Linked DNA regions of Mus musculus: all the other regions are linked to region 1. The links are chromatin contacts, called in public promoter capture Hi-C maps. All regions are on one chromosome and are shown on one strand. The core of a region is the stretch at or near the end of the contact, and the rest is flanking DNA. Distances in the headings are between cores, read along the strand shown.

Evidence for each region. Promoter capture Hi-C pulls out the DNA fragments that hold promoters and counts their contacts. Capture Hi-C pulls out chosen DNA fragments and counts their contacts.
Region 2: a contact with region 1 is called in a promoter capture Hi-C map of embryonic stem cells, with 5 times the contacts expected there. The contact joins the promoter of Ccnd1 here to the promoter of Ctsd in region 1.
Region 3: a promoter capture Hi-C map of neutrophils shows a contact between it and region 1, with 5 times the contacts expected there. The contact joins the promoter of Spef1l here to the promoter of Ctsd in region 1. A contact is called at or near these places in 1 of 39 promoter capture datasets (neutrophils), 1 of 484 Hi-C or Micro-C datasets (neutrophils), 1 of 115 datasets of contacts at active chromatin or transcription factors (bone marrow-derived dendritic cells) and 1 of 9 other capture datasets (adipose tissue).
Region 4: a contact with region 1 is called in a promoter capture Hi-C map of adipose tissue, with 3 times the contacts expected there. The contact joins the promoter of Zfp511 here to the promoter of Ctsd in region 1. A contact is called at or near these places in 1 of 484 Hi-C or Micro-C datasets (B cells) and 1 of 9 other capture datasets (adipose tissue).
Region 5: a contact with region 1 is called in a promoter capture Hi-C map of pre-B cells, with 4 times the contacts expected there. The contact joins the promoter of Echs1 here to the promoter of Ctsd in region 1. A contact is called at or near these places in 2 of 39 promoter capture datasets (liver and pre-B cells).
Region 6: a promoter capture Hi-C map of pre-B cells shows a contact between it and region 1, with 2.3 times the contacts expected there. The contact joins the promoter of Fadd here to the promoter of Ctsd in region 1. A contact is called at or near these places in 3 of 39 promoter capture datasets (the C10 cell line, liver and pre-B cells).
Region 7: a contact with region 1 is called in a promoter capture Hi-C map of liver, with 3 times the contacts expected there. The contact joins the promoter of Ppfia1 here to the promoter of Ctsd in region 1. A contact is called at or near these places in 2 of 39 promoter capture datasets (hippocampal neurons and pre-B cells), 1 of 115 datasets of contacts at active chromatin or transcription factors (bone marrow-derived dendritic cells) and 1 of 9 other capture datasets (liver).

What each region holds. Positions count from the first base shown.
Region 1 is chr7:142,385,967-142,390,205 of GRCm38.p6, reverse strand. Ctsd (cathepsin D) reads left to right here and starts at 2,379. Exons shown (of 9, transcript NM_009983.3): 1 at 2,379-2,469. The coding sequence starts at 2,402.
Region 2 is chr7:144,937,369-144,941,607 of GRCm38.p6, reverse strand. It overlaps Ccnd1 (cyclin D1), which reads left to right and starts at 1,777. Exons shown (of 5, transcript NM_007631.3): 1 at 1,777-2,112; 2 at 3,506-3,721; 3 at 4,155-4,239. The coding sequence starts at 1,915.
Region 3 is chr7:139,976,629-139,980,867 of GRCm38.p6, reverse strand. Spef1l (sperm flagellar 1 like) reads left to right here and starts at 2,113. Exons shown (of 7, transcript NM_001033465.3): 1 at 2,113-2,321; 2 at 2,723-2,834; 3 at 3,646-3,796; 4 at 4,195-4,239. The coding sequence starts at 2,186. Adam8 (a disintegrin and metallopeptidase domain 8) reads left to right here. Exons shown (of 24, transcript NM_001291066.2): 23 at 834-908; 24 at 1,341-1,936. The coding sequence ends at 1,391. Gm16201 (a long non-coding RNA gene) reads right to left here. Exons shown (of 5, transcript XR_389973.3): 5 at 1,888-3,871.
Region 4 is chr7:140,034,074-140,038,312 of GRCm38.p6, reverse strand. Zfp511 (zinc finger protein 511) reads right to left here and starts at 1,922. Exons shown (of 6, transcript NM_027201.1): 1 at 1,707-1,922; 2 at 1,420-1,493; 3 at 892-1,093; 4 at 673-797. The coding sequence starts at 1,859. Tubgcp2 (tubulin, gamma complex associated protein 2) reads left to right here and starts at 1,639. Exons shown (of 18, transcript NM_001286007.1): 1 at 1,639-1,966.
Region 5 is chr7:140,114,300-140,118,538 of GRCm38.p6, reverse strand. Echs1 (enoyl Coenzyme A hydratase, short chain, 1, mitochondrial) reads left to right here and starts at 2,118. Exons shown (of 8, transcript NM_053119.3): 1 at 2,118-2,232. The coding sequence starts at 2,145. It also overlaps a transcript of Paox not described here.
Region 6 is chr7:144,580,643-144,584,881 of GRCm38.p6, reverse strand. It overlaps Fadd (Fas (TNFRSF6)-associated via death domain), which reads left to right and starts at 2,441. Exons shown (of 2, transcript NM_010175.6): 1 at 2,441-2,778; 2 at 4,022-4,239. The coding sequence starts at 2,493.
Region 7 is chr7:144,551,981-144,556,219 of GRCm38.p6, reverse strand. Ppfia1 (protein tyrosine phosphatase, receptor type, f polypeptide (PTPRF), interacting protein (liprin), alpha 1) reads left to right here and starts at 2,491. Exons shown (of 32, transcript NM_001195086.1): 1 at 2,491-2,701; 2 at 3,687-3,950. The coding sequence starts at 3,687. It also overlaps the pseudogene Gm35626.

The DNA of each region.
Region 1 (4,239 bases), core at 1,130-3,629:
GGGAATTTCTGAAGTGGAAGTCTAGCAGGGTAGCTTCCAATCATATGGGCCTGGGCTGTCTCACTTCAGAGCCAAGGCTGGGGATGGTCTCTAAGCAATGAATGTCTCCATGAGAAGGGAGTATTACACAGAGGGTGCTGCACAGGCCTGCTCCCCTTCCTGCCTTCCATCATAGCAGGACCTATTGTCAAATGGGCAGGAGAACCTTGCGGGTGGGAAAAAATGTCAGGGCCTAGCTTTTAAGGAAAACTCAGGGCCACTCCGTTTTCTGGAGGCAGCTCCATACGCTGTAAGTACCCAGGCTGGATATCTAGGCTGGCTTCTCCCACCTGCCTCCTTATTCCCCTTACTCTATGCACCAGATAAGACTTGTATCCCTACTGAGTGCAGCTGATCTAGTCTGGTGCACCTGGAACCCCAAGACAGCCCTCTGCTCTGTCATTAAGTCAATGGGCCCCTCTAAATCCGCCAGGGTCAATGTATGGCGCAGTTGGCAAGGGTTGAAAAGTGAGCCCTGCCTGCTAAGTGGATCCCTGGACCGAAGGTGGATGACTAACAGCAGAATTGCAGGGCCTGAACACACTGACCCTTTACTGGCTGGAGAGTATAAGAAGCAAGCCTGGTGCAAGAGGCCTGAGACAGGCAGAGAGGGAGAGTATAATCTAGTATGGTGGGAGAACTCAGGAATTCTAGACACTATGGCCCATCCCTGAGGTCTGTCAGGTGAGGGGATCAGAAAGCACACACCTGAGCTTTCATCCCTGAGCTTTCCAGGTCCAGTGGGGTAGCAGCTACAGGACTGGGTGCATCTAGGTATTCACTCACACAGACTATATGGGGAAACCCAGGGACAGAGGCAGCTAGAATTCTTTGCAGAAAATGGACTGCAGAGAGCCCCTGGAGGTCCCCATCAGTCTCTTACCCTGTGGCTTATATGAGCCACACATGAGCACAGCTGACCGCTATGTCCTGCCTCCAGTCATGCCGACACACATCTAATGGATGTCTCTATTGGCACCTGAGCACCCTGCAACACTATTTATGGCAGGGCTGGGAGAGCCAGCATGGTGCCCCAGAGGACCTTTCCCATTGCCCACCCATGGTCCAGCAATCATCTCTAGATAGCAACTCTAGGAAGCAAATGGCAACTCCAGGGCCAGACCCTGTCTCTTGGGCTACCAAAGAATAGTCTTAGATTCAAAGGAGTAGAGGGTCAGATTCCAAGATCTTAGGGCAGCTCTCGCCCTCACACCCAAGCTTTAAGCAATGTGTGGAGTGCTGACTGTGGAGGCAGGATCCAGGCTGTGGTGACCCACGTGTAGCTATTAACACTGACCCTGAGTGGAGAGCCTTGGCAGAGGTCAAGTGCCCAACTTGATGTAACTTGATGGGAATTGTAGCTTTGAACCTGGGGAACCAGAACAGCTCATGTGTCCATGTGTAGAGTGGACTTAGAGGCATCCACCTCCTCAATACAGGTAGAACATGTCCAAAAGCGCTCCCGGGATCAGACCCTGGCAAGGCTCCTCTGCGTTCCTGTCCTTGTATGGACACCACCTCTCAGAGAGGACATTCCCCTTAAATGCCTTTCTGGGCTCAGCTCTCCATGATGGAGAGCTGGACTCTGCCTCTCTCAAACAGCACCCAATTCATTTGCTGACACCAAGCAGGGCATTAAAGAGTGAAGTAGTTAAGACCCAAGTGGCGATTGCAACCCTGGTCTCATCTCACTGTACACCCTACCCCTTGTATCAATAGATGCATAGTCCAGGACTAGGCCTGCAATCAACATTGCTACATTATGGAATGTGCATGTTAGGTGTTCCAGCTTAAATAAAAAGGGTGTTGCTCTGGGGAGATGAGTAGGTAGTGGAGCTTTGAAGAGGGTGAAGTTTGCTGGTCCAAGAGTCCAGAGAGGCTCCAGGGAAATTCTCAAGGAGGAACAGAGCTGAAAGAGAAAAGGCTTAGGTTTAAGCTGGCATCCAGGAGAGGGTCAGGGCCCAATCAGACAAAGACCACATCCTGGTAGTGGGCACCCCAATTATGCAAAAAAGACAGATTAAGGGAGGGGCGGAGCTGAGGGCAGGATCCGCCCCTCTGGATGCTTCCGGGCCTGCCTGGTCTTCCTTCCCCCACGTGACCTGTATCCAGTCATTCTCCGGTCCCAGGAAAGTGGGCGGGCGCGTTCCCGAGAGCCGTGCGTAGGCCTGGAGTAGGGCACGCCTGCGCCCGGGCAGTGTTGGAGGCGGGTTCGGGTCGCCCCGCCCCTCGCCCGCGTCTCACGTGACCCGTTGAGGGCCAAACAAGCGGGTCAGCTGACTCCGCGGGACTGCGGCGTCATCCTGCCTATAAGCCGGCGACCTCTGGCTTTAAGCTTTGCTCTCTTCGGGCCGCCGCGACCATGAAGACTCCCGGCGTCTTGCTGCTCATTCTCGGCCTCCTGGCTTCGTCCTCCTTCGCGATTATCAGGTGAGGACCCGCTCTGGGTCCGGAGATGCGGGGCTCGTCACCTGGAGTGCCGCGTGCTCCGGCCGTGCTGGAATGCACCTGTGCACCCAGCGCAGCCTTCCTCAGGGTCCCACAGACTATGGGGCGAGACACTCAAAAGGCAGGGGTCTCCTGGGCCCCTCTCCACTCCTATGACTCCTATGGTCGAACAGGAGGGTACAGTAGGGTGGCCACAAGTGGGTCTGACTCCAACCTCGCCTCTGTGTGTGTGTGTGTGTGTGTGTGTGTGTGTGTGTGTGTGTGTGTAGCGGGGCGGCCGCTTCTGAGGAGAAGTGCTGCCCCATGGATAGGATTCTGTTGAACCCAGCTGTGGAAGTTGGAAAACCTAGTAGGCCCTTGCCCCCCTGAACTTCCTCAGGCCTTTCCTTTTAAGGGACCCTGTTTGACAGCTGTGCACTGGTGCATAGCCCTAGAAGTTTACTCAAAGATGATCCCCCCTGTCCTGGGTGGTGAATCTCTCCTCCTCCCTCCTGAGTTGCACAAGTCCCAGAGAGAGAAGGTATGGAGTGGCCCAGTTCAAATACCTTGGAGCTGAGGTCTACCCCACTGGGGACCAGGCCCTTCTCAGGCCCGTGGACTTGGCCTTTGTGCTAGATGAGGTCTTGGTGGTAGCCCGTGTGTTTTCCCACTCTGTGAGTCCCTGGTCGTGGCAGGTGGCTGAGGCCGTAGGCTGCGGGAGTAGAGCTGGCTCTGCCGGCTGGGCACCAGGGTTGGGTGGGAAGGAGCCCAGTCTGTAGGCTGCAAGCTGTGGGTGGGTAGCCTCAGTGGAGCCATTGTAGGGAGTGGCCTAGGCTTGATCCTGCCCTGGGCTTGCCTGCCCTGCCCTCAGGCTTCTCTTCTCTGGGAAGAGGTGTTGTGGACTCCAGGATCCCTGAGACTAGGCACCAGAAACAAAGCCACACTCTTAGGCTTGTTGGCATGTTTCCTGACCTTTGCAGGGTGTGTGCCTCCCCTAAGCCCCAGGCCAGAAGCCTGCCTCTTCCAGCCCACTACTCTTAGGCAAGACTCCTATGTCTCTCAGAGCATGCACTGTGCATGCCAGGAAAGGTCAGCTGTGACCTTGGCTACAAATCCCTGGGCAGAGAAGTTTCAACAAGTGATTACAGATCAGCTCTCCTTGGGAACAGGAGCAAACTGGGGGTGGGGGGTGGGGTGGTGGTGGAGAGGTGACCTGGAGGGCAGGGCAGGGACCCCTCTCCCTCTGCTATCTAATGGTGGCGTCCCCTATTTAGTTGTCTGCATCAGGGCTGCAGGGAGCATATAAGGGCCTTGAGTCTGTGGTGGTAGGGCATGTAGGTTTCTTGGGTGAGAGTTGCCAGATTGTGTGCAGGGATGGCTAGGGAGAGCATGAGGAGTTGGTGTTGAAGCCTCTTGGATGGTTAGGGGAAGAACCTCCAGGGACTGTCCAGGATGATAATGTCACTGCAGGCCTGGTAGGGGTGGTTGGTGGGGCTCCTTTTTGTAGAGTCCACGTGGGAACCGATGTGGCTAGGGGCCAGGTTCAGTGGATCAACCAGAGTCCCATGGTGCACCTTGCTTTGGATGCACCTGTTCCTCCTCCTCCTCCACCTCCTCCTGATGTAGGATTGGGTTCACCAGGGCACCAGGTACAAGTGCCTGGCCACACCCTAAACAGAACCCACTAGCCAGTAACCCAGGTAGGCAGACAGAGCAAGAGCTGGCCCAGTATGTGCTGTTTGTTTCACTCTAGGGTGACTGAGAACCACCTGA
Region 2 (4,239 bases), core at 528-3,027, 2.6 Mb before region 1:
TCTTTCCCGCGGTGGCGGTGGTGGGGGGTGGCTGCGGGTCGCTAGCCCGTGCTGCAGGGTGGGCGAGCCCCTTTATGCCCCGCTGCCCTTGGTGGCGCACCCTGGCTAGGCTAGCCTGCTCAGTTCGCAGGCACTCAGCCGCGGGTGATAGCGCGCAGCCCCATAAATCATGCTTACTGCCGCCCGGTAGGGATTTTATGAATGAAAAGGCAGCCTGGCCGCCCTCGTGCTTAGGCTAAGGCTCCCAGGCTTGGCGGGGCCTGTGGCCAGAGCAAGCGTGGGCACTCTGCCCGGGCCACCCACCACCTTCGGAGCTACAGTGGAATCACTGTCCCGAAGGGTCCGGACTTTAGGGACCCCAATGTCGGGGGAGGGGGAGCGGAAGGCATGAGCTCGGAAGGTGAGGGGTTTGCGTCTTGTGTGCCGCCTGGACGCTGTGCGCTCCTTTACCAGTTTCTTCTGGGACACGAAAGTATTCCGTGGGAAATGTGTGTGAATAGTTCGCCTAGCTTGAAGTCGGGTATTGTGAAAACGTTTCCAAAACTAGGGAACTAAATAATGGACGAAGGTGGTGGAACCGCTTTATTCTAAAAATATTTTATTTGAATCTATAAATTATAAACTTAGGAGTCCATTCAGTTAACCACGACCATCTATAGATTCTCTTTAAATATCACCTTATCGGCTCACAAGTTTATCTTGATTCTCACCAGCCGCCCCCCCCCTCCCCCAACTCAAGACTGCAATTCTAAAGGTGGAGAAACACCACCACCCTCAACGAAGCCAATCAAGAAGCTTCCGGTGGTCTGGTTCCTGGAAGGGCGACTAATAACTTGCAGCGATTTACTTTTCTTAATTAAAAAATAAATTAGGAAGGAGCCTATCGTGTCTCAACCTTTTCTTCAACGGTTTATTTTTCTTGGGCAAACCGCCTGCAGTGGAGGAGGGGGATACTGGGGGACCCTGGCCAGGATAAACCGGTCACTGTATGAAGACAAATCTCAGATCCCACCCCACCCCCCCAGCGAGGAGGAATAGATGAAATAATGGCCACCATCTTGAGCTGTTGCTGGAATTTTCGGGGTTTTATTTTATTTTTGAGCGAGCGCATGCTAGGCTGGGGATCCTTTAAAGTTCAGATACCCCTCTGGCCCTTTGCAACCACCCCAGTGCGCCAGGATGGAGCCTGCACGAGAGCTTAGGGCTCGTCTGGCATCTTCGGGTGTTACACAGTTCCTGAATTTTACACGTGTTGATGAAATTGAAAGAAGACAGGGACGCTGGGATTTCTAAGCAATGGGTCCGCCTGTGGGTGCCTCGTGGCGTACTCGGAAACGCACCCATTCTCCCGGTTTAAGAACAGGGTGTCCTTGCACCCCCAGGCTCCCCTTCCATACATTCTTCCTTGGCTTGCGTGTGGCCTGGCCTCCCTCCTAGCTGTCCTCCTGTCCAGAGCCGCCACTACCCCACCTCCACAGGTCTCGGAGGACCCTCTTAGGGAAAGAAGCCCCCCTCCCCCTTGCCCCGCTCTTTCCCAGTTTGGAGAGAAGCAGTCCGAGCGATTTGCATATCTACGAAGGCTGAGGGGGAAGGGTTTGGGCTTGCCCCCCCCCCGCCGCCCCCCCCCCTCACTGCTCCCGAGCCCCCTCCCCCTGCACCCGCCTCGGCCCTCCCCCTCCCCCTTTTCTCTGCCCGGCTTTGATCTCTGCTTAACAACAGTAACGTCACACGGACTACAGGGGAGTTTTGTTGAAGTTGCAAAGTCCTGCAGCCTCCAGAGGGCTGTCGGCGCAGTAGCAGAGAGCTACAGACTCCGCGCGCTCCGGAGACCGGCAGTACAGCGCGAGGCAGCGCGCGTCAGCAGCCGCCACCGGAGCCCAACCGAGACCACAGCCCTCCCCAGACGGCCGCGCCATGGAACACCAGCTCCTGTGCTGCGAAGTGGAGACCATCCGCCGCGCGTACCCTGACACCAATCTCCTCAACGACCGGGTGCTGCGAGCCATGCTCAAGACGGAGGAGACCTGTGCGCCCTCCGTATCTTACTTCAAGTGCGTGCAGAAGGAGATTGTGCCATCCATGCGGAAAATCGTGGCCACCTGGATGCTGGAGGTAAGAGACTTTACAGGCTGCTAGCTTGGGACCCCCTGGCAACTTGTTGCTATCACCAACATCTTCCTCCCTTCTCTTCCCTTCCGTCACGGAGTTTTCCGGGTGCGTTGCTAGGACTCGGTATTCACAAAATAAATAGATTGGGTCCTTTTGAACGAGGAAGGTTTGGGAGTTGGGAAGATGGGAATTCCTTTTCCTGGTGGAGGGCAGTCGGGGAGGGGTGCCTTCGAGGGAGGACGGTGTCAGCGACACCACAGAGGGTGCAGGCTGAGCTTCTGTGGCCCCCGCTTGTGCCCCATTCCTGCAGCGCCTCGGCGGGGGCCGCCCCTGCGCGTTTCGCCAGCTCAAGGGGGGAGGGGGCATAAATTTGATTTTTAAATTAATATCCATGGACACGTATGCAAGGGCCGCTCGTGCCAATATTATGCGCCATCTTTGCTCCTTTATTGCAAAGCAAAAAGTGTTTATTAATAATTGGGGGCAGGGCAGGGAGCGGCAGTAGGGGCGCTGGGACAGGCACGAGGGGCCTCGTGGCGGCCGGGAATCACTAAATAAGACAGTGTGAGGAATATTTGGGGTGGGGGATTCTTTGTTCAAACAGCGGACCTGGGTACCCCGCACACGCTGCCTGGCCCAGAGAAAACGCCAGGCTGCAAGGTCGCGTGGCCCCCTAGTCAATGAGACTGACTGTTGTGCGTGCGGTTCTGGATTTGGAGGAACCTGTCTAGGTCAAACTGGGGGCGGAGGGGGACAAAAGCACATTTTCAGATGTTCAGCAGGAGACTCAGGGGTCCCAAAATATTTTAAAATAATTTTTAAAGTGAGGCATAATGCCCTTGTAGAGGCAAACAGCGCCCGCACCCTGCAAAAGGGGGGCCCCCGGAGTTTGAGTTGCTGGAGCTCACCCCCCGATGTCCACTGAGCTCCTGACCCTCGGCTTGGATCAAGGGTCGTCCGATGGTTATTTTCAGGTCGTTTTTAGGCACCTAGTTATTTTTTAAATATTTTTAAATATTTTTTGAAAAGATGACGTCTGGGAAATGCAGCGCGGCGGCCTGGGACGCCACCATTGTGTCTCGCGTGCGCTCGAGCGGCGCCCAGCCCCCGGCGCCCCGCCAGCCCCGCGGTGGGGTTCTCTGGCTTGTGGCTTCCTAATTTCAACAGGGGACCGGGGTCTCCGTGGCCACCATTGCTTCGACCGGCCCCGCCAGCTGCCCAAAGACTTTCCCTTTCAGTTTCAGGGTGGGTGGGCACTGGGAACCCTCGGAGCAGGAGCGCATCCCAGGGAGTTGGCCACCGGAATCCCTCTCTGTGCAATCTAGGAGAAGGGAATGGGGTCGTATCGAGCGACGCCCCCCTCCCACGTTGACGGTCAGGGTCCGGATCCCCGCAGGTCTGTGAGGAGCAGAAGTGCGAAGAGGAGGTCTTCCCGCTGGCCATGAACTACCTGGACCGCTTCCTGTCCCTGGAGCCCTTGAAGAAGAGCCGCCTGCAGCTGCTGGGGGCCACCTGCATGTTCGTGGCCTCTAAGATGAAGGAGACCATTCCCTTGACTGCCGAGAAGTTGTGCATCTACACTGACAACTCTATCCGGCCCGAGGAGCTGCTGGTAACCACGTAACCCACCACCGACAATCCCTCTTTATGCTGGGTGGTGGGAGCTGCAAATGGCAGGAGATCCAGCCATCCATGGACAGATCTCCTGCCCCACGAAAGGCACCCGCACCGCACCGCACGACACCGAAATGGCAGTGAGCAGAATGCCAACCCATTCTACCTCTGTGCCCGCCCTCTTTCCGTACTGGACTCCCCACCATGTCTGTGGTGAAACCACTCTGAAATGTGGGCGGTGTGCGCCCCCTAGCGACGTGCAGGCCACGGCGCTGGCGGTGGGAGATTCTTTTTGTCCGCAGTCTGTCCCCTTAGTATTTCTACAGGCACATTTTGTTGTTTACCTGTATGGGGTCCCGGGTTGACCCAACTCTTTAGACCTTCTCGAATCAGCCTGCCTTCCTTTTGACCGTGTTCCTCATTCTCTGCAGCAAATGGAACTGCTTCTGGTGAACAAGCTCAAGTGGAACCTGGCCGCCATGACTCCCCACGATTTCATCGAACACTTCCTCTCCA
Region 3 (4,239 bases), core at 864-3,363, 2.4 Mb after region 1:
TAGGAGGATGATTTTATTTCTTTTTCTTACTTTTTTTTTTTCTTTTGAGACATGGTATCACTATATAGCCTTGGTTGGCCTCTATGTAGACTGGGCTGGCCTCAAACTTATAAAGTTCTGCCTGCCTCAGACTCCTGAGTGCTGGGATTAAAAGCATGCACCACTGTGTCCGGCCAGGGACTAATTTCAGACTTATATAAGAGCTGAAAAATCCCTTTAATCCCAACACTTGGGAGGCAGAGACCATTGAATCTCTGAATTCAAGGCCAGCCTGGTCTACAGAGTGAGTCCAAGATAGCCAGGGATATACAGAAAAACCTTGTCTCAAACAAAACAAAAGGAAAAGAAAGAAAAGGAAGAAAATGTCATCCTAGTCACAGTCCCGGCAGGCAGAACGGAGCAGGGTACGGGAATCCTGGGCAGGGATGAAAGGAAGCTGGGGGGGGGGGGGAGGGAAAAATGTGTCTAAAGCCCATCATGCCATGTTACCATCCTCTTTAACAATGTGGAAACAAAACGGGTTTTCCTAGTTAATTCTTTCCTTTTGAGCTTCTAAAGACCCATGTTCTGAAAGCTTCAGGGCAATGTGTGGGATACTGGGGAGGCCGCAAGATGATTGGCTGGGACAGTTAGCCAAGAAGAGGAGCTCTGCCAGGTTCGGGCTTTATCTTCCTAGCGGTGAGGCCATGCAGATGTTTCCTACTGAGCTGCGTGCAGACAGAAGCCTTCCAGGCTAGGCTGGAGCTGAGCAGGACAGCCTCAGGATGAAGCTAAGGGCCGTACTTGGCCTACTTAGGAGATGCTCTCAGTCAGCTGTGTCTGGTTCCTCCCAGGTCAAGCCAACCTTTGCACCCCCGACACCACCAGTCAAGCCCGGGACTGGAGGGACGGTGCCTGGAGCAACTCAGGTGAGCCTCAGAGGGAAGGGGAAGGGGAAGGGGAAGGGGGAGTCCATCTTGCAGGAACCCTCCTGCTGACTGTGGCACTGTTTCGGAGGGTGAGTGGCTGTTTTCATTTTCTTAGCTGGTAAGTTTTAGTGACATTTGAAAAAAAAAAAAAAGAAAGAAAAAAAAATCCTCAATAACAGGCTTGATGTCTGCTTTATAATTTGCCAGAACTTTCCAGTGCTTGCGGCTTTCGGGGGCTATGGAATTTTCCTTTTCATATGGCTAGTCTACAGTATATATGAAATGCTAGTACAGTCATCTTGTGAGGTCGGGCCCATTCTGTTGTTAGGGGAAGTGGAAGTCTAAATTTAAAGAACTGGCAATGGGTATTTTCAGCTGGACCTCTCTCTTATCAGGTCCTCTTTAATATCGATTTCCTTTTTTTCTTGGCAGGGAGCTGGTGAGCCAAAGGTTGCTCTGAAGGTCCCCATCCAGAAGAGGTGACCAGCTAGGGCACCCCAGGGCCATCGTTTGTGGACGTTTGGAGATACCACTGCTCCTATAAATGTGTTCCTTCAGCAACACCACAACCACCACCCAGGCTGGACCTGCACACGCTGTTCCTACCTCAGGAATAATCTTTCTGTGGCTCTTGCTGTCCAGATGCCCTCATGAACCAGTGGCCTCTCACTGGCCTTGGCCAGCTTAGACCATACATCTGCGTATGCTAGTTGCTAGGCAGGGGCGGTGTACCCTGCAGTGGGCGTGATCAAGTCTGTCTGTCTCTGGGTGGACAGAATGCCAGGAGTCCCCTCCCAGCAACTTCTGCACTGGCCCTCACACAGTGACCTCTCTCCAAGGCACAGTTCCTGTATCTACATCCCACTCGTGTATGAGACTTAGGAAAGGAAAAGACGTCGTTCTTGGGGTGTTGGGACAAGAAGTTGCCGTCATCTCCGGATTGAAACAGATTAGTTGTTGAAATTATGACTAAACACTATTCACTAATAAAGATTCTATTTTATCAATAGATTATAGATCACATTCTACATGGCAGTTTGTTTTTATTACACCAGATCAAACAATTTCACCTACCATCTCCCTTCGTTTTTTAACCATCCACCTTGATTCAGCCCGATCTCTGGGCGTGCAGGAGGACCAATCCTTCCTGGGATCGAGGGAGGGACCAGCGCGGTTAGGGCCCCGCCCCTTCCGGCTGTGCCGCGTCTCCCAGCAACGGTCCAAACCCGCCAGGTTTCTTCCGCTGTGTTTCTCTGCTGCACACCCACTTCTCTGCCATGCTCAGTGCTTCCAAGCCGAGCTCAGCTTCGTTCCTGCCAACGCCTGGGGATATTCATAACCTCTGCGCCTGGCTGGACCGGCTCCCACTCAGCCGCCCCAAGCGCCACTTGGCTCGGGACTTCAGTGATGGTGGTGCGAGTGAGGGCGAGGCGCTATGGGGCGGATGATGAAGAGGACTCAAAGCTGAGGGCCACCCTTGCCTCCAGCCCCCTAGTACGGGTGTGGGTGTTGGGGGAACGGAGCGGTTCTTGAGTCCAGACTCGTGCTCCTTAGGAAAGGTAGTAGCAAACAGGGCCTCCTGTGGCTCTTCCAGCTCCCCCTGGGCTCTCACGCTGTATTAGCTTCCCAGGCCATCCTACCACTTGGTCTGACCTGGAGTCTAGGTGCCGTGCCAGACTCGGGGACAATTATGGGCTCCCCAGGAAAAGCTCGTGTCCTTCCCACTCCATTCCATGCATCTCATGTGGTCAGGGATTACAGTTGCAACCCAGGGTCTTGACCAGGCAAGCCAAGTTCCCCTCGCATTCCCACAGTGCTGGTGGCCGAGATTGTGAAGCACTTCCGCCCTCGGCTGGTGGACTTGCACAGCTACGTCCCAGCCTGCAGTACAGACCAGAAGCTGAGCAACTGGAGCCTTCTCAACAGGCAAGGCCTGGGAGCTCAGCCCACCTAGGTTGACCCCGGGATGCTCTCTCCAGCCATGGGTCTCTGACTGCCTAACTGTGGGTCCTTGCCTATAGAAGAGTACCACAACCAGGGGTACTAGGGCACTAGTACCCCTAGTACCACTCCTGGGGGTGCTAGGGCAGCCTATCAGCTAGCCTGCTCCCTTACGGATCAGTAGAGTTTTACTTCACCTCCCCAAATGTCCTCAGACAAGACTCTGCCTGTGTATAATAAGTGATCTCAAGGACAGAGTCGGGCAGATATGTCTGATGTAGTCCAATCACAGAGGGCCCTCGGGAAGTGTCTGAGCAGAGCAAGGTGGAGAACCTGTGTGGGCACCCCCAAAAGACTGGCTCAGATTGGAATAGAAACATTGCTGGGCTCAGGCCTGGGTCTAATCTCATGGGCTTATGTTTGAGAGGGAAGAGATGAAAAGAGACCTCAAGGGAGATGATCATGCTGAGAGGGCCCAGCTGCAGGTTTCCAGGTACTGTTGAGCTGTCTCAACAGGATTTACCGAGGGCAAGCCAGTAGAGAGATGAGAATGAATGCAGAGAACATGGCCTGATAGAGCACCCCATGTTCTGCGATCTCCTGAGACATAGCTCCAAAGGCCAAGAATGAGATAGCCATGCGCCACTCAAGTGCAGGGCACAAAGGGGCTCTCTGAGAAAGCAAGATGCTGCCCAGTGGCTGGAAGGCATTGCAGGGAGCATAGAACTTCAGGGAGGGCTCAACTCCCAGTCCTTGATGGTACTGCTTTGAGAATGTGCTCCTACCTTCTTTGCAGGAAAGTCTTTCGCAAGCTGCACTTGTGTATCTCAGATAATGATATCCAAAGGGTGGTATCCAACAGGCCTGGAGTTATCGAGTCTATTCTATGTGCACTGAGGGAGAAGATGGAGGCCAGGACTGTTCATGTAGGCTCAGCTGGTACAGCTGTAAGTGTCTGCACATCAATTCAGCATGCAAGTCTGCTGTGCCTTCTGCCCTTTGCACTCAGTCAGACAATCCGTCTGTGTGAGAATAAAACAGAGAAATGAATGTCCCTGTGGTCCAAAAAGAAATGAAGTCCATACATGAGGCAACAGGCCTCACTTAGACTCATTCCTGACTTTCCTGCTGATCTTCTGGAAGGGGGGGGGGGCTCCCGAATTTCCTTTCCAGCCAAATCCACCTACCCTGGGGCAGTGAAAACACTTAAGAGTTGCTCCAAGTACAACCAACCCAAGTGCTTCCCGCTCTTCTCCAGTTTCCATACTAACCCCACCCAGAGTTTGTAATGACCAAACAAATTCAGCCCAGCTACACTTCACTCCCCAACTTTTGTACTTTGCAGGATCCAAGACACTCTGCTGTGGATGCTGTCCGACCCTGGCGGGAT
Region 4 (4,239 bases), core at 673-3,172, 2.4 Mb after region 1:
AGGTGCCATTTCCTAGGAGCCATCTACCTGGATGAGACGAGGTCTCTCACTGGGACTCAGAGCTCACAGATGAGGCTAAGCTGGCTGGCCTAACTCCAGAACTCTCTGTCTTCACTTTCATGGTGCTAGCATTGTATGGTGCACGCCATACTTGGATTTTTAAGGTAGGTGCTAGGGATTGAACCGCAAACTTATGCACTTCACAGAATGAGCTGTCACCTCATCAATGCACTACCAAAGGATCATGGGAGTTCATGGAAAGGAGTCACTTTTTAAAGGAAGCAAAGAAGCATTATTCTAAAAGTTATTCCAGGAATTATTCTCCTTAGGGCAGTCTAAACAGTCATGCTAACAGACAGCTTTGTTGGCAAGTTTATAAAAGTAAGCAGAGAGAGAGAGAGAGAGAGAGAGAGAGAGAGAGAGAAACCCTAGGGGGTTCCATGGGAGAAGTGTGAAGAGCACACAGGGGATTCCATGGGAAAAGCACACACACTTGGGACAGTCCCCAGTGCCCTGCTGGTAGCATCAGAGGGCCATGGAAGACACCACACCAGCACAAGCACTTGCTAGCACCTCACCCTCTGCTCTGTTAGTGTCCTCACTAAGATTTGATTACAGTGTCTGTTCCCAGGCTTAAGACTGGGGACAGTCACAACTGGGTCCCTCACGTACCCTCTGTTCGTCTTGGGCTTATCAAATCGGAAATCCGCAGGGTACAGGTGTAGCCTCACCATGTGATCCTTCCGGTCTTGGCTGGTCTTGAACTTCTCTGGGCAGCTTTCAACCAAGCACTGGTACTACAAAGAATAAAGTGTCACCTCTACTCTCACCCTGCCCTAAGCCCTAATCCCAGTCACCACTGCAGATGCACCCAGTGCAGTCAGCACCCACCATGTCTTGCCTCTGGGCCAGGATCTGAAACAGAGAGTCGTGCCATTCCAGGATGTGGACATCCAGCAAATGCCCAGAGGGGAAGGCACGGTTGCAGAAGGAGCAGGTGTTTCCATGCATCATGTGGTAGTGGTGCTGGTAGTCTTCTATGGCGGCAAACACTTGGCAACAGCCAGCCACCTGACAGGTGAACTCAGGCACCCTGGGAAAGGAGGTGTGTCTCTTGGAAGAATGTTTCCCCCTTCCCCCAACTATCCCAAGGCAGGAATTCCGGCGGAACTTCTTACCCATATTCCAGCTGAGCCTGAAACAAGAAGAGCGCTTCTTGTGCCACCCCAAACCTTACTAACAGACTAGGGGAGGGAAGTCCAGCCAAGCCATGCTCCTGTTAGGGCAGGGTGGTGCTAAGTGGATGCTACTCGGGTGTCAACTGGGAGGGGTCGGAGTCCCAGGGTGTAAGCGGACGAGAGAGGAGGAATCAGGATAGCGCTAGCAAGCCGAGTAAGGCCTCGAAGCCAAGGTGCTCACATGGATTTTTCCGGCGTCTCGGACACTTGCGTGAGCATGTCCTGCAAGTACAGGTGCCGCTGCACATCCCCATCCTACAGAAGACACGCGTCAAGAGCTGTGGGTGGACTCCGGCATCGAAGCCACGCCCTACAGCTCGGAGCCACGCCCCAACCCATAGAGCTGTGTCCAGCCCCTTGATCCGGTCCACAGGTCCGGTCCCCACAAGCCCCGCCCACAGCGACAGTCTTGCTTCTAGGCCCCTCCCTGTGGGGCTCAGGACATCTTCCGCCCGGGTTGTCACGCACCTCGAAGAATTCGTGATCCCGCGGGAAGCGCACGGCACGCGGCGCGAATCGGAAGGGTGCCTCCCCAGCCGCAGGGTTCCTCTCCACGGGCAGCGGTTCGGCTGCCCCCGGCTCCCCGGCCAGGCGGGAATATAGTGCAGGGGGAAGCAACATCACCACGGCCGCCGCGGCCCTTCGGCCACCGTCGGAGGGGTGGTGACGGACGTGACGTCTACTAACTTCCTGTGGCGACCCTGCGGGGCGGGACGCGACGCGCGGAGGTGAGTCAGGGCTGGGTCTGTGTTGTGGCGGGAACTGGTCGGAGAAGGGCGGGGCTGGAGCCGGGCGCGGGATCGGGTACCGGAGCCAGGCTGGCCTGCAGCGGGGAAGAGCCTGATTCTCTTGGGCCTCTGCCGCCGGCGGTTCCGTCCGCCAGCCCGGGCTTGTCTCGCTCCACGGTGCGACTGCCTCTCTGGCTCTTTCAGTCCTCTCCAGGAGTCCAATTGGAGGCAGTGGCCTTGGGAAGTTCGTGGTTAGTGTGACTCCTCTCTTGACAGCCCCGCGGTGACTGCGGTGCTGGCCTGCGGGTTTTCTGCATCTGCTGCTGGTGCTCGGGGTTCAGGGGTGAAGGGATCAGGGCCTGCTGCAGTAGAGACAGGTGTGGAAAGAAACCCTAACCTAAACAAAAAGACGATCGAAACGTGCGGCTGACACTTTGAGGGGCTTTAACTTTGCTCCTCTACCAAAGTAGGTCACCCTCCCCCAGTATGAATATAAGTGTCAAGAAAGAAGGGACGCTACTGTTTAATAGATACAAATGAAAGCCTTTTGGGATTATTCTCCCTCTCTCTCAGCCCAGGCCTTGCTCGGTCTGTTTCTCTTTCTCTCTGTTCTGGATTCTTCCAAATGTCTCTGGATGTTTTCTCTCTTATTTATAGTAAAACCTTCCCCCTAAGGAGAGGGACCTGGGGAGCAGGGAGAGGCACGGGCGGGGGGGCGAAGAAGAGAAGGAGGGAGGGATGAAGGAAGGAAAGCCTTTCTGTAATTAAGCCCTGGAAATGAGCGTTTCTATGTCTTTAGACAGCTGCTTATGACCAGGCGTGATATCATCTCTCTCACTTTTGTCTCTGTAAAAGTATTTGGATTCTTGACATTTTGCAAATGATAAAATGTTTTTGACAGGCCATGTCTTGGTTAGGTGTTTTGTTTTGTTTTTTGTTTTTTGTTTTCGAGACAGGGTTTCTTTGTGTATCCTGGCTGTCCTGGACAACTCACTTTGTTAGACCAGGCTGACCTCAAACTCAGAAATCCACCTGCCTCTGCCTCCCAAGTGCTGGGATTAAAGGCATGCGCCACCACTGCCCGGCTTGGTTAGGTGTTTTGTTTGGGGGCTTTTGTTTGTTTTTTACTGTGTAGTCCTGGCTTGTTCTGAGACCAGACTGGTCTTGAACTAGGAGATCTGTGACTGTCTGTGCTTCCTAAGTGCTGGGGATTAAAGGTGAATGTCTCACACACACACACACTCACACACACCCAGGCCAGCCTGCTTTCTTGCTCAGGGGGTGGCACCCCCACACACAGTGATCCAGGCCTTCCCCCATTAGTCATCAATCAAAGAGATGCCCCATAGGTATTGATTACAGGCTAAATCTGATAGAAACAGTTTCTCAATGGAGATTCCATCTTCTCAGATATGTCTAGGTTTGTGTCAAGTGTACAAAAGCCAACCGGCACAGGCTGGTTTTATTATCTAGGAGCCTGTAGTGGTTCTCAACCTTCCTAATGCTTCGACCCTTTAATACAACAGTGCGTGTATTGCTGACCCCCAACCATAAAACTATTGCCTTACTACTGTTACGAATCATCCTGTAAGTACTTGATATGTAAGATATCTGACACGTGATGCCGGTGGAAGAGTTGTGGGGTCTTGACCCACAGGTCGGGAACCTCTGCTCCAGAATCTTCCCTCTTCATACCTCTCTACCTCCACCCCAACTTTGTTTTAATCATTGGCCGTTAAAAGTATGCACCTGACTTGCTCATGATTGGTTATGCCAGACTTGCTAATAAATAAGTTGTGCTTCCTCTAGAACATCTGTGGTGATTAATAGAGATAGATACCCAGGGATGTCAGAAGGTCAAGCAGGCAGGCTGTTAAGACTCGGTCAGCCTTCTTTACAGGTGTACCTTTCAACTGTAGCTTTGTCTCCCTGTATGTAGGACAATTGTATTAACATGACTGTCCCTGTCCCTTGCCAGGTAACTGCCAAGAGTGTCTCTCCTGAGACATATCTAAAGGCTTAAAGGAAGCTATTTAGAGATGAGAGAAGCCCCCTTTCTTGTAACTATCTGCAAATCATGAACAGTTTATGGTTTAAGACCTGGGTATGGCCTTAGGAGTGGGAAGTTTTAATATGTCTGGACAGAGACAGTAGCCTTGGCCTGTGCCAGCTCCCCCAAGGGCAAGATCGTTGTGTCTACCAGGCAAGGGCCAGAAAAACTCAGATAAAATAGCAGATCTGCCCCCTGGTCGCCCAGGGTCACATGACGATGG
Region 5 (4,239 bases), core at 869-3,368, 2.3 Mb after region 1:
TAGGAAGGTAAGCCTATATCTGGTCTTCTTACCTCGAATGATCCAACCAAGAAAAATCTCTCATGCACCCTATATAAAGAGCACAGAAGAAAGAAGTCTTTGCTTTCTGCCTGCTCACCCTCGTTCTCACTGGCCAGTTTTTACAGCCTGATCCTGAGGATTTCCTCATCAATATTAGAGCTACATCTTCTGGATTCCAACTACGCTGAAGACCAGCTGAGCCCTCCAGCCTTGTGGACTGAACTATTGGATTCTTGAACTTGCTATCAGGAGACAGACACTATTGGGTTAACTGGGCCAAAGCCTGTAAGCCATTCTAATCATAAGTACACACACACACACACACACACACACACACACACACACACACACAAAAGAGTCCCAGATCTCATTACAGATGGCTGCAAGCCATGTGGTTGTTGGGGATTGAACTCAGGATCTCTGGAACAGCAGCCAGTGCTCCGAATCTCTGAGCCATCTTTCCAGCCCAGTATTTGCAGTTTTTAAAGCATCCCAGAAAACGTGTGTGTGTGTGTGTGTGTGTGTGTGTGTGTGTGAGAGAGAGAGAGAGAGAGAGAGAATTATATCAGTTCTATTCCTTTAGAGAACCCTGACAAATACAATATTCTCACTCTTTAGGTGTTTATTCCTTTGTCCCTAAACTCAAGAGAATATTAGGCACCTAACCTCAACACCAGTCCTGGGTTGTTAAATAAATTGTGTTTGAGACATTTCATTTTGGAACTACTGTCATGGTTGCTTAGCCTATGCTAACACAGAGACCTGGAGCAAAGGTTTGGTGGTGGTCTGTTTCTGTTTATATTCTATCTTAGTCTTGAAATAAAGTTTGCTGACTGTTCTATTCTGGTTTGGATTGTTTTCTTTAAAGTATTGAGAATCCAAACCTACTCCATCTTGGGACCAGCCTCTATCTAAAAGAAAAAAAAAAAAAAAGCCTGAGAACTTGACCTACAGAAGAACCCAGGTTGTACCCACGTACCAGGAAAGACCCCATGGCTTGTCCTTGGCCAGCGTTACTCTGTAGCTACTTCCTAACAACAGTAAAACAAAGACTAGCCTGATTGTTTCAGATGCACTTTCAGACCCTTTGTGACTGAATACAGTCGGCTTACAATAGACCTTCAGTTAGATACTTTCCAAGATGGACACCCCCTCTCTTACCTTCCATTTCTTGTAAAGCCCTGTCCAGATGAGAGTTCAAGGCTTCTCTGCCTTCCCTTCCTGTCCTGCTGTGTCAGGGTTGAGTTGGAGGAGAGGGCCCAAGCCTGAGCCTGTAATAGAGACCCTAATACTATTACATCGAAAAGGCTCCTTGGTGGACTTTTGGGGTTCACAAACTTCCCGGCATAACAGTATCAAGCTTGCTTTTGTCTGGAGATTCTGTCCTTTATCTCTATCCTAGGGTTTGCAGGACCAGGGCAAGAATACAAATGAAGGCCTGATAATACTTGCTAAATATTTTTAAGTTATAATTCAAGATAATTTACGTGAACAAAACATTGGCTTTCTTTTAAATTTATGTGAAATCTTCTCATCTTGTAAAATCACAGCTATTTCTAACCTGGTGTTATGAAGCTAGTCAGTTGTCATGTAAAGAATACCTCTGGAGCAGGGTATAATGGCTCATGCCTTTAATCCAAGCATTTGGAAGGCAGAGGCAAATGGATCTCTGTGAGATTGAGAAACAGCCTGGCCCATAAGGAGGGTTCCAGCCAACCAGGGCTATGAAGTAAGACCCTCACACAAAGCTAAACAAAACCGTCTTGCACTTTACCGCTTTATGCTTTATTACTGTATCTGTGATCGCGTCTTCCCGTAGTTTTTCCCCTGGTCAAGAACGAAAGCATACGGCCATCACAGGGGAAAGGGCACAGCCATGTCTCCCAGTCTGGCTTCGTAAACCGGGCACCCGCCAAGGGCACACCACCAAAGTGATGCAATTAACAGACTACTCCAAGAACCGCAGCCCAGCACCCCACGCTGCCCCACCCCGCCCTCTGTACCAGCCCGCTCAGGTCACGGGTCCACCCCTTAAGCTTCCGTCTTCATCCCGCCTGGGATCTGGGGCGGAGCGATTCTGCAGGCGGGGCGATTCTGTGGGCGGAACACATCGTCTCTCCGCCATGGCGGCCCTGCGTGCTCTGCTGCCCAGAGCCTGTAGCTCACTGTTGTCCTCAGTCCGCTGCCCAGAACTACGGCGCTTCGCCTCGGGTGAGTGCGGACACCGGCGGGGTGCGTCACCCCACCCACGTTGGGTGGTTTCTCCACCCATAACCTCTGGGTGGTCCCTAAACCCCGGCCTGCACGCATCCTCACTTGATCCTGGCCCTTCTCTCCTAACTCTAGATCTTTTGTCTGACCCCCTACTTCCACAAGCATGCACTCCCAACACTTGACTCTGAAGTACCTGGACCCTGGATTCGAGTACGCATCCCCACACTAAACCCAGATTTCCTGCAAGTGACCACTGACTCTAGCTTGGTGATCTTCCTTCTGAGCCTCCAACTCCAGCGCTCGACTGACCCCTTCCCAATTCCTTACCCCGTTCCCCGCTCCTCAGTCTGACCTTAGTCTCACCTTACAAGCCCAGCCAGATCCTAGCACCTCGAAGCCATGTCTAGTGGGAGGGCTCTGGGTGTAATAGCTTCTCAACGCTCGAACTTTTATGAGTGTCAGCTGGGAACATGCATGTTGGTTGTGAAATCCCATGTGTTTAGGTAGCTTTAAGAGAATGTGAAAGTAGGTTAAGTAAGACAGCCTGGGTATTGGGAAAGGTTTGTCCATAGTGCCTCCTGTCTAGTCTCTGCTGTTTCCACAGTCTCTCCTGATCGTGTCCTTCAAGCCACCCAATCAGCGTAGCCCATACCGACACACCCACTTTCCTTCCTAGCCAGCTGAATAGTTCCTCCCTTCCCACTCCTTGGCTCAACTCCTCTACAGACTTCTAGTACTCCACTGTGAATTTTTTTTTAATATTTTTTATTTAGTATTTTCCTCATTTACATTTCCAATGCTATCCCAAAAGTTCCCCATACCCTCCCCACCACTCCCCTACCCACCCACTCCCACTTTTTGGCCCTGGCGTTCCCCTGTACTGGGGCATATAAAGTTTGCAAGTCCAATGGGCCTCTTTCTGTTGATGGCCGACTAGGCCATCTTTTGATACATATGCGGCTAGAGTCAAGAGCTCCGGGGTACTGGTTAGCTCATAATGTTGTTCTACCTATAGGGTTGCACCTTTAGCTCCTTGGGTATTTTCTCTAGCTCCTCCATTGGGGGCCCTGTGATCCATCCAATAGCTGACTGTGAGCATCCACTTCTGTGTTCGCTAGGCCCCGGCATAGTCTCACAAGAGACAGCCATATCTGGGTCCTTTCAGCAAAATCATGCTAGTGTATGCAATGGGGTCAGCGTTTGGAAGCTGATTATGGGATGGATCCCCGGATATAGCAGTCTCTAGATGGTCCATCCTTTTGTCTCAGCTCCAAACTTTGTCTCTGTAACTCCTTCCATGGGTGTTTTGTTCCCAATTCTAAGAAGGGGCAAAGTGTCCACACTTTGGTCTTCGTTCTTCTTGAGTTTCATGCGTTTAGCAAATTGTATCTTATATCTTGGGTATCCTAAGTTTCTGGGTCCACTGTGAATTCTTAACCACGTTCTGGGGCAAGGGTTCCTCCTGAATCCCAACCTGGATTGGCTGTCATGTCCTGCTTCCCGGAATGGTAGACAGCCTACTGTTCAGTAACGTACCTCACACTTAAGTTACAACGGAACAAATCACCCAGAACACAGACCTTCACTCTCAGGTTTACCTCCCTCACCTTAAGTCTGTGGGCTGCACTCCCCAAGTCTGAGCTGGTTGGCCCTCCAGATCTCCTAGAACAAATGGTGCATTGGATCAGTCTCTGTCCCACCAGGCATACTGCTCCAGCAGGCCCGGGCTCTGGCTGGCTCCCGCCTGCTGTCTGCTCTGGAAAGTGCAGGCATATGGGGAGAGGGTGAATGTTCTGTGCTAGAGTTTTCCTTTTCGTTCCTTTGATCGTTTGTTGAGACACTATCTCACTATGTAGCTCTGGCTGGCCTGGAACTAGACCAGGTTAACCTGGAACTCAGGAAGATGCACCTGCATCTGTTTCCTGCGTGCTAGGGTTAAAGGTCTGTGCCGCCGCCACCATGTCTGGATAGATCATATCCAGAGCTACAGGCTGGAGCAGTAAG
Region 6 (4,239 bases), core at 1,192-3,691, 2.2 Mb before region 1:
ATTCTGCAGACCAGACTGGCCTCGAACTCAGACTTCCATCTGCCTCTGCCTCCTGAATGCTAGGATTAAAGGCGTGAACCGCCACAGCTGGCTCTCTTCCTTCCTTTTGGTGTCTGTTGGGATGGCCTCCGGCTCATCTTGGTTCAGGGACTTTCAGTGCTCCTCCCTCATGAAGAACTTCTTTCTGGAAACCTTGTTCTCCCTGCTGTAGGAGCAGCCAACGTGGAGTATGGTGGCATGACTAGGAATTGCATATGCTCTGGGCATTTCACAGCTGTGAGGTGGGAACCTGGCTCTGTAGCACCCTGCTTCTGTATGTCCTCTTCTCTTCTGGACAAGGATGGTGGAGGCCATTCTTGAGAGGCGTGTTCTGGTCACCGCCACCAGAGAGGCTTTTTCCCCTTTATTAGCACAATGGAAAGAAAAATACATGCACCTGATTTTATCAAAATTATGAACTTTTAAATTGCAGGATCTTATGAACAGACTGGAAAAGTAGTGCACATGATGTGGAGGTGTTTACAGAACACACATCTAACAAGAGATTGACATCCAGAACAAAAATAAACTGGACCTGGTGGTGCACACCTGGGAGGTGGAGGCAGGGGGATCAGAAGCTTAAGGGTCATCCTGAGCTACATGGTGTGAAGGGGAGTAGTTCTGGAGCAGCCTGAACTACATGAGATCTTGTCTCAAAAGAAACTACCATAGAGGAAAAACTATAGACTCAACAACTATAGGCTCTCCAGGGAACCCCCAGACTTTCAAGATTGGATTCTGACTATTGAGGTTTCCAGCTTCTGGGATTGAATCTCCTCTGCATTTACAGGATACATACACTCAGCCCCCTCAAGTAAGCCAGTCCAGTAAATTCACTTCTGTTGGTCTGCTCCCCTAAAGAGCCCTCCCCCAACCTAGTAAAAATGTGTTCGTGTGTGTGTGTGTGTGTGTGTGTGTGTGTGTGTGTGTGTGTGTGAGAGAGAGAGAGAGAGAGAGAGAGAGAGAGAGAGAGAGAGAGAGAGAGAGACTGTAGTGCCCAGCAGAGACCAGCAGAGGGCCCCTGATTCCCCTGTCTGTAGTTACAGACAGTTGTAAGCAGTCCTGCATAGTTGTTTGCAACCAGACCCAGATCCTCTGGAAGAGTAACAAACGCTCTTAACCTCGAGCCACCTTTCCAGCCCCATTTGTCATTCTATACAGCCTCAGCTGTCTGTCTGGGCTACAGCGTGAGACCCTGTCTCAAAAATCAACCAAAGCACTGAACTTTAAATGGGTGAATTATAAGTCAATCTAAAAAAATATAAGTCAACCCTGCTGGGTATGCTGTGCATAACTGCGCCCCACTAACCTGGAGCTCAGCCATTCAGCTAGAGTGCCTGGCCACTGAGCACCAGGAATCCATCTGTCTCTGCCAAAGTTGGGGTTTCAGATGGGCACCTCCTTGTTCGTCTTTTTATGTGGACACCAGGATCTGAGCATGGGTCCTCAAGCTTGGGCAACAGGCACTTTTTAACTCATGAGCAGTACTTGGGTGTGGCTGTGGAATCAGTGTATTGTTAACGAAAGCTCAAAGCAGGGCAGTTAGTGTCTCTACAACCTCCGGCACACATCAACTTTTTCTGATGACAATATTCCAAATCCTCTCTTCTACTCATTTTAATATACATATTATTGGCCTGGGGGAATGGATTGGCGGTTAAGAGCACTGTGTTGCTCTCACGGAGAACCTGGATCCACACAAGAGTTCACATCCAAACGGAACTCTAGTCCTAGGGGTATCCATGCCCTTTCCTGTCCTCCGTGGGCACTTGAAGACCTGTAGGAGCACTAAACCACCTACAAATGCTCATACATATACCAAGGAATATTTAATGGTTTTTATATGTACGAGTATTTTGTCAGCATACCACAAGTGTGCTTGCCAGAAGAGGATGTCAAAGCCCCTGGAACTGGAATTACAGATGGTTGTAAGCCATCATGTGAGTGCTGGGAATTGAATTCGTGAAGGTCCTCTGTAAGAATTGCCAGTGCTCTTAACCCCTGAACTGTCTCTCCAGCCCATAAGTAACTCCATCCATCTCTCTCTCTCTCTCTCTCTCTCTCTCTCTCTCTCTCTCTCTCTCTCTCTCTCTTTCCTTCTTTCCGGTGATAGAACATGATCTGGCAGCCGTAGGCATCTGCAGCTGCTCTTCCAGCCCCCCCCCACACAGTAGGGCTGCGCAGCTCCTCAGAGCCCCAAGAGGATCCACGTTACACTTCTGGTGAACAAGATCTGTTCTGCCTCGGGGTGAGAAACGCGCGCGTAAGCTGAAGTCAACGCAGCTCAGCTGTCAAAGCTACTACAACAGCGGATGCCAGCCCGGGCGGAAGCGGTTACAGCCACATCCGAAGCGCATGCGTCTGATTTGGACATCCCGCGAGACGCTGGGCGGGAAAGCCTAAGGTGATTTCCTATGTGGGATCGCTGAGGGGCAGCCCGGCGTACCACTGCCATGGACCCATTCCTGGTGCTGCTGCACTCGCTGTCCGGCAGCCTGTCGGGCAACGATCTGATGGAGCTCAAGTTCTTGTGCCGCGAGCGCGTGAGCAAACGAAAGCTGGAGCGCGTGCAGAGTGGCCTGGACCTGTTCACGGTGCTGCTGGAGCAGAACGACCTGGAGCGCGGGCACACCGGGCTGCTGCGCGAGTTGCTGGCCTCGCTGCGCCGACACGATCTACTGCAGCGCCTGGACGACTTCGAGGCGGGGACGGCGACCGCTGCGCCCCCGGGGGAGGCAGGTGGGCAGGGGGCGGGGAATGGGCGGGGAGGCCTGGCCTCAGTGCACCCTCCACTGGCTCCGACTGGGATGGACTCTAGGGCACGCCCACTTTTTTCAACCGCTTGAGCCGGAAGCTGGGAGGTCTTGTTTCTTACTGGCAGTGCCAAGGTTGAACCCAAGGGTTCGTGCCACTTGCCCAACCCCAGTATTAACTCGCCTCAGACCTGCAGTGCTTCGTTGGAAAACTCAGCTAAGAAGTGAATGTGACTAAGGCATCTTAACCCCAGTGAGGGTAGCGTTGAAGAGTGGGCAGAGGTCACGTGTGCCGGCTGCTCGGCACCATTTCCGTAGTGGGAGTGCCTGTGTCCAAGACTGCCCTTCCTGGCCAAGGAAAGATTGCGCGGCGGCTGTGCTCTCTGGTCCAGAGTGCAGTGTCTGGTTATCGGCAGTTACTTCTGTTTTGCGTAGAGAGGAGGCGCTATGCCTCCCCATAACGCACAGTGGATAGCAGCCACAGCTGAGCAACACCAGGCTGGCCTTGGGATGTAGATACAGATTAAGCATATATTAGACACTTGATCACTTGTGACAAATACTCGAGAAGCCATTTAAAGGGGCAAAGGTTTATTTAGTTCCTGGTTGGTTGTCACCGTTGCTCTTTGTCTACAGTGACACAGAACATCAAAGCAGCTGGAGGGCCTGTGGAGTAAAGCTTCCCACTGCCGGTGTGTGCAAGATCCACACGAAAATGGATTGTGTATTCACATCTCCAAGGCATTCCAATGTTTGTTATTGTTACAGGAATCCAGTAAAGGGTCTTCAGCCACTGCCCAGGGCTCCCTACAGAGATTACACCTTGCCTGTGTCTAAGCAGGGGCTCCAGAGTAGCACAGAGACAGATCTTTTGTGGTGTCTGGTCAAACCAGCAAAGGTCACAGTGTAAGATGTAGCTTTGGGGACTTTGGCCAACCCACTATTGAGCGGGGTGTTAGGGCAGCCCTGCTTTTTCCCTCTGACACTCCAGTCCTCAGTTGACAGTCTTCTAAGCCATAGCTCGCTGTGGCCCAGGCTGAGAATGTGGCTGGGCAGATCAGGCCACTTTGGGTATCTTGAAGTAGCTCCTGTGCTACTTAGTGTCAGCACAGGACCTGAGTGGCTTTGAAGTGATGTTGTCTTCGAAGTGCTCAGGCCCATGCTTGGTGGCCGGTAGGGAGACTTGCCCCAGCTCCTCAGTCAAGTCACACTGCTCTTTTCCCTCCTAGATCTGCAGGTGGCATTTGACATTGTGTGTGACAATGTGGGGAGAGACTGGAAAAGACTGGCCCGCGAGCTGAAGGTGTCTGAGGCCAAGATGGATGGGATTGAGGAGAAGTACCCCCGAAGTCTGAGTGAGCGGGTAAGGGAGAGTCTGAAAGTCTGGAAGAATGCTGAGAAGAAGAACGCCTCGGTGGCCGGACTGGTTAAGGCGCTGCGGACCTGC
Region 7 (4,239 bases), core at 1,242-3,741, 2.2 Mb before region 1:
CTTCTCAAAAAAGGTGTGGTGCTTGGATGGGACTGGAGAGATGGTTTAGTGGTTAAGAGCGCTTGGAGCTCTAGCAGAGGACTTTGTCCATTTCCATTACCCACACCTGCATGGCGGCTTGCAACTATACGTAACTCCAGTGCATATATATTTACGGACAGACAGACAGACACTCAAGCACATGAAATTACACAGAGAAACCCTGTCTCCAAAAAAAAAAAAAAAAAAGAGGGGGCTGACAACGCCATGCATGATAGCACACATCTGTCATCCCAGCACGTGGGAGGTCGAGACAAGTGTGTGGAAAGTTGCACATTAGCCTGTCTCAAAGGGCCCTCGCCTCTAAAATAAATAAAATTCGGACCAGTGAGAAGGCTCAGCAGGTAAAGGCACTTGTTACCAAGGCTAATGACCAAAGTTTAATCCTTGGGACCCACATGATAGAAAGATGGAAATGTTTCCTGCATGTTGTCCTCCTGCCTTTACATGTATGTTGTAGTATACACATGTGTAGACATACACAGACACAGAGACATGGACAAATGGGATTAAAAAAACTAAACCACTGTGAGTGTTAGCCATGTCTCTGCGATCCAGAGGGACAATGGTCCTGTAGCTTCTGTTCTTCACATCCATCTCTGCTGATTTATGGTCTGCAAGAATAGGTGCCAATCAGCGGGAGCTGGGATTTCCACAGGCAGAAAGCTGGGGAAGAGCTCTGAGCATTAGGGACCAGCAGGATGACATCTCTCTGCGGATACACCTCCCCATTCACACATCTTGCAAAGCATGCACTGTTGCTAAGGGTGGTTACACCTCCCCATTCACACATCTTGCAAAGCATGCACTGCTTGCTAAGGGCAGCTCAGCTTCTTAGCTTGTGGTGAAACTTGCTGGAGAAGCATTGTTTTCTTTAGCTTTCTGCCATGCCAGCTTCATACATGTGCTGACTGTGGAAGAGGACCCAGTACAGTATGCCCTGTTGAGCTGTGTTTGGTCCTGGATCAGTTTCTTAGGAGATGGCTGTATTGGCAGGAACCTCTGGGGAGACATGAGCATTTTGTTTTTGTTTTTGTTTTTGTTTTTTGAGACAGGGTTTCTCTATATAGCCTTGGCTGTCCTGGAACTCACTTTGAAGACCAGGCTGGCCTCGAACACAGAAATCCGCCTGCCTCTGCCTCCCCAGTGCTGAGATTAAAGGCGTGCGCCACCACGTCTGGCTTGAGCATTTCCTCAAATCCAAACCTGAGATCAAGGCAACTGAGAACTTGTGTGCAGTGGCTGATAGTCCTTAAAGACTTTGCTGCTTCTATTTACATTCTGACTTGTTTTGTGGAAAAAGGTCTCATTATATAGATCGGGCAAAACTCAGAGATCTGCCTGCCTGCCTCTGCTTTCTGAGTGCTAGGATTTCAGGTGGGCACTATTGTGCTTGGTTATACTTGTAACTTGACTTTGTAATTAATTACTGACTTCTTGAAACAGGAATCTGCCCATGTAACCCTGACTGTCCTGGCTCTCTATGTAGCCTATACTAGTCGACAGTATTCTTGCCTTGGCCTTTGGAAAGTTTTATTGGCTTTTCAGTTATGGTTGATGATCATTTTGCTTTGGTTTCTGGACTATTTTATTGGCGTTAATTAAAAAAAAAAGTTTTAAAACAAGGTCTCAGTATGTACTCCTGGCTGTCCTGAAACTCACTATGTAGACAAGGCTAGCTTGAACCCAGAGATCTGCCTGGGTGCTGGGAATAAAGGCGTGTAGCACCAAGGCCAGCTAGCTTTTTATTTTTACGTGGAGTCTGGGAAATGGAACTTAGGTTCTAATACTTGCAAGAGTGACTGAGCCCTTACATTTTGTTGTTGTTGTGTGTGCGCGTGTGAATGTGAGCACATGTATGCACCCACACGATACATGTGTGCAGGTCAGAGGACAACATTCAGGACTATGTAGGTTCCGAGGATCTACTGCAGGTCTTCTGGGTCCTAGGGTTCGAACTCAGTCGTCAGGGTTGATGGCAGTAGCCTTTGTTTGTATTTTACAGGCAGAGTCTCCACCTTGCTGTAATTCTCCTGCCTCAGACTTCTGAAGGGTAGGCATAGAGGTAGAAGGTACCTTGCCCGACCTGTCAGCACTTTCCGGTTTTGCAGGTGGTCCGGCGGGACTCCCCAGAGGTCTTGGGTTTTGAGGGGGGGGGCGAGTGCTCAGGTGACGTCGGCGTTTGGGTGACGTCAACACACACACACTGGCGTGAGAGCACGGAAGCAGGACTGCGAGCTGCGCACACCTGCCAGAGATCTTTACCGGTGTTTCCACGGTCGCCCTGTCTCCGCAGGGGGTTGGCCTGCCGGGGGCGGGGCTAAAGCGAGGACTAGCCAATTGGATCTCCCGATAGACCGCCCGCCCACTACCGCGGATCTAGCGCATGCGCACGGCCCCGCGGCCAACCTCTCCCGCGGGGGGCGGTGCTGACGCTCGCGCCGACGCGCCGGACGTCGGGCACGTTGACGCCGGCGACGCGCCGGGCCCGGTTCTCTGCGCTCGCTAGTGTCCCGCGGCGGCGGGCCGGCCTTCGTGACGAGCGGGGCGGCGGGCCCGGGGGCCGGGCGAGGACGCAGCCGCGGGGCTGCGTGGGTCGGCCCGCAGCCGGCCGCCGCCCGAAGGCCGCTTCATAGCCCCGGAGCCGCGCCCGCCGGCCAAGGTGAGGGCGGGTGGAGCGGGCCGCGCTGGGTGGCGGGCCAGGGTCGGTGGGGCCGGGTCGGCAGGGTCAGTGTGCGGGGGTCAGCAGAGCCAGCAGAGTTGCGGCTAGCCTGGCAAAACGGGTTGATAGCAGTTAGGTCCGAGTTCGCTTAGACTGGCCAGAGTAAGTGAGGTTGGGGGCAGTGAGGCTGTGGGGTCAGCTGAGCCAGGCCGGGGCAGCGGGTGCTGCTCAGATGCACCTGCAGCGCCTTCTGCTTCATCCTCCACCCTGTGCCCTGACAGCATGCAATCTCTAGTTCCATCTCACCTTTTCCTCCTCCTCCTCCTTTTTTTTTTTTTTTTAACCTAGCCCTGTTGTCCCGACTTCCTAGATTCCCAGTGTGGGTATATTTTCTCTTTCTGTTCTTTTCCCCTGTCTTTGACTGTGAACTTATGTAAGTTGGGTTGGCTGACCAACCGTTACACAGCAGCAGGCCTTTGCTAAACACTTCTGTCCAGACTTTAAAAAGCCAATCCAGTTGCTTTTTCCGCTGATCACCAAATATCCAGCCCCACAAGTCAGGGTGCCTGCTAGTCCTTCCCAGGAGCTGACTGCACACATTCCTGGAGGATGCTTGGGTCCATAGTGCTGGTGTTTTGTCAGTTTCCAGTCTTCTTCTGTGGTTGAGGGACTGTTTGGAATCTCTCTTCCTGAGGAAACTGTCTTCAGCTGTTAAATGTGGATTTTAAACAGACCCCCACTGGTTGGAGGTGAGCATCCCAGCTCCTCTTGCTCCCAGGACTGTCTCCCCCAATCTGCTCATTATATTGACCTGTGCATGCTACTTCCCAGAGTGTGTGCATCCAGAGTGGATGATCGTCACGGATAGCTCTGGGGCTGTCAGCCTTTTTCTCATTAGCCACAGGTGGTGCTCAGAAAGCTGCAGGTTTGTGGAAACTCTTGTTCTGCACCTACTGATTGTGGTCTGTACCGTTCCTTTTTCAAGATGATGTGCGAGGTGATGCCGACCATTAGTGAAGCAGAAGGCCCTCCAGGAGGAGGTGGGAGCCATGGGTCAGGCTCCCCTTCACAGCCAGATGCTGATTCGCATTTTGAGCAGCTCATGGTTTCCATGTTGGAAGAACGGGACCGCCTTCTGGACACACTAAGAGAGACACAAGAAACACTGGCATTAACCCAGGGGAAGTTGCATGAAGTTGGTCATGAAAGAGATTCTTTGCAGAGGCAGCTCAATACTGCACTTCCACAGGTATGCCCATCAAACTGAAATCAAGGAAGGTTTCTGCCTTTAAATGTCTGCAGGACTGTCTTGTTAGTGTATTAGCTTGCTGGCTGCTTTGTGTAACCACTTGGGAAGTGATGGTTCTGATGTTTTCTGAGCACTGGTAAAATTCTCAGGAATTCAATTTAGGGGAAAAAATGGGGATCCACCAAAGCCATGTGACCACACCACTCCACTGTCATACCTCTTTGGGAAACTGCCTAGATTTAGGAAAGCACTTAAATGTTTTTGACAGGGGGCTATGAAGCAGTTGAGC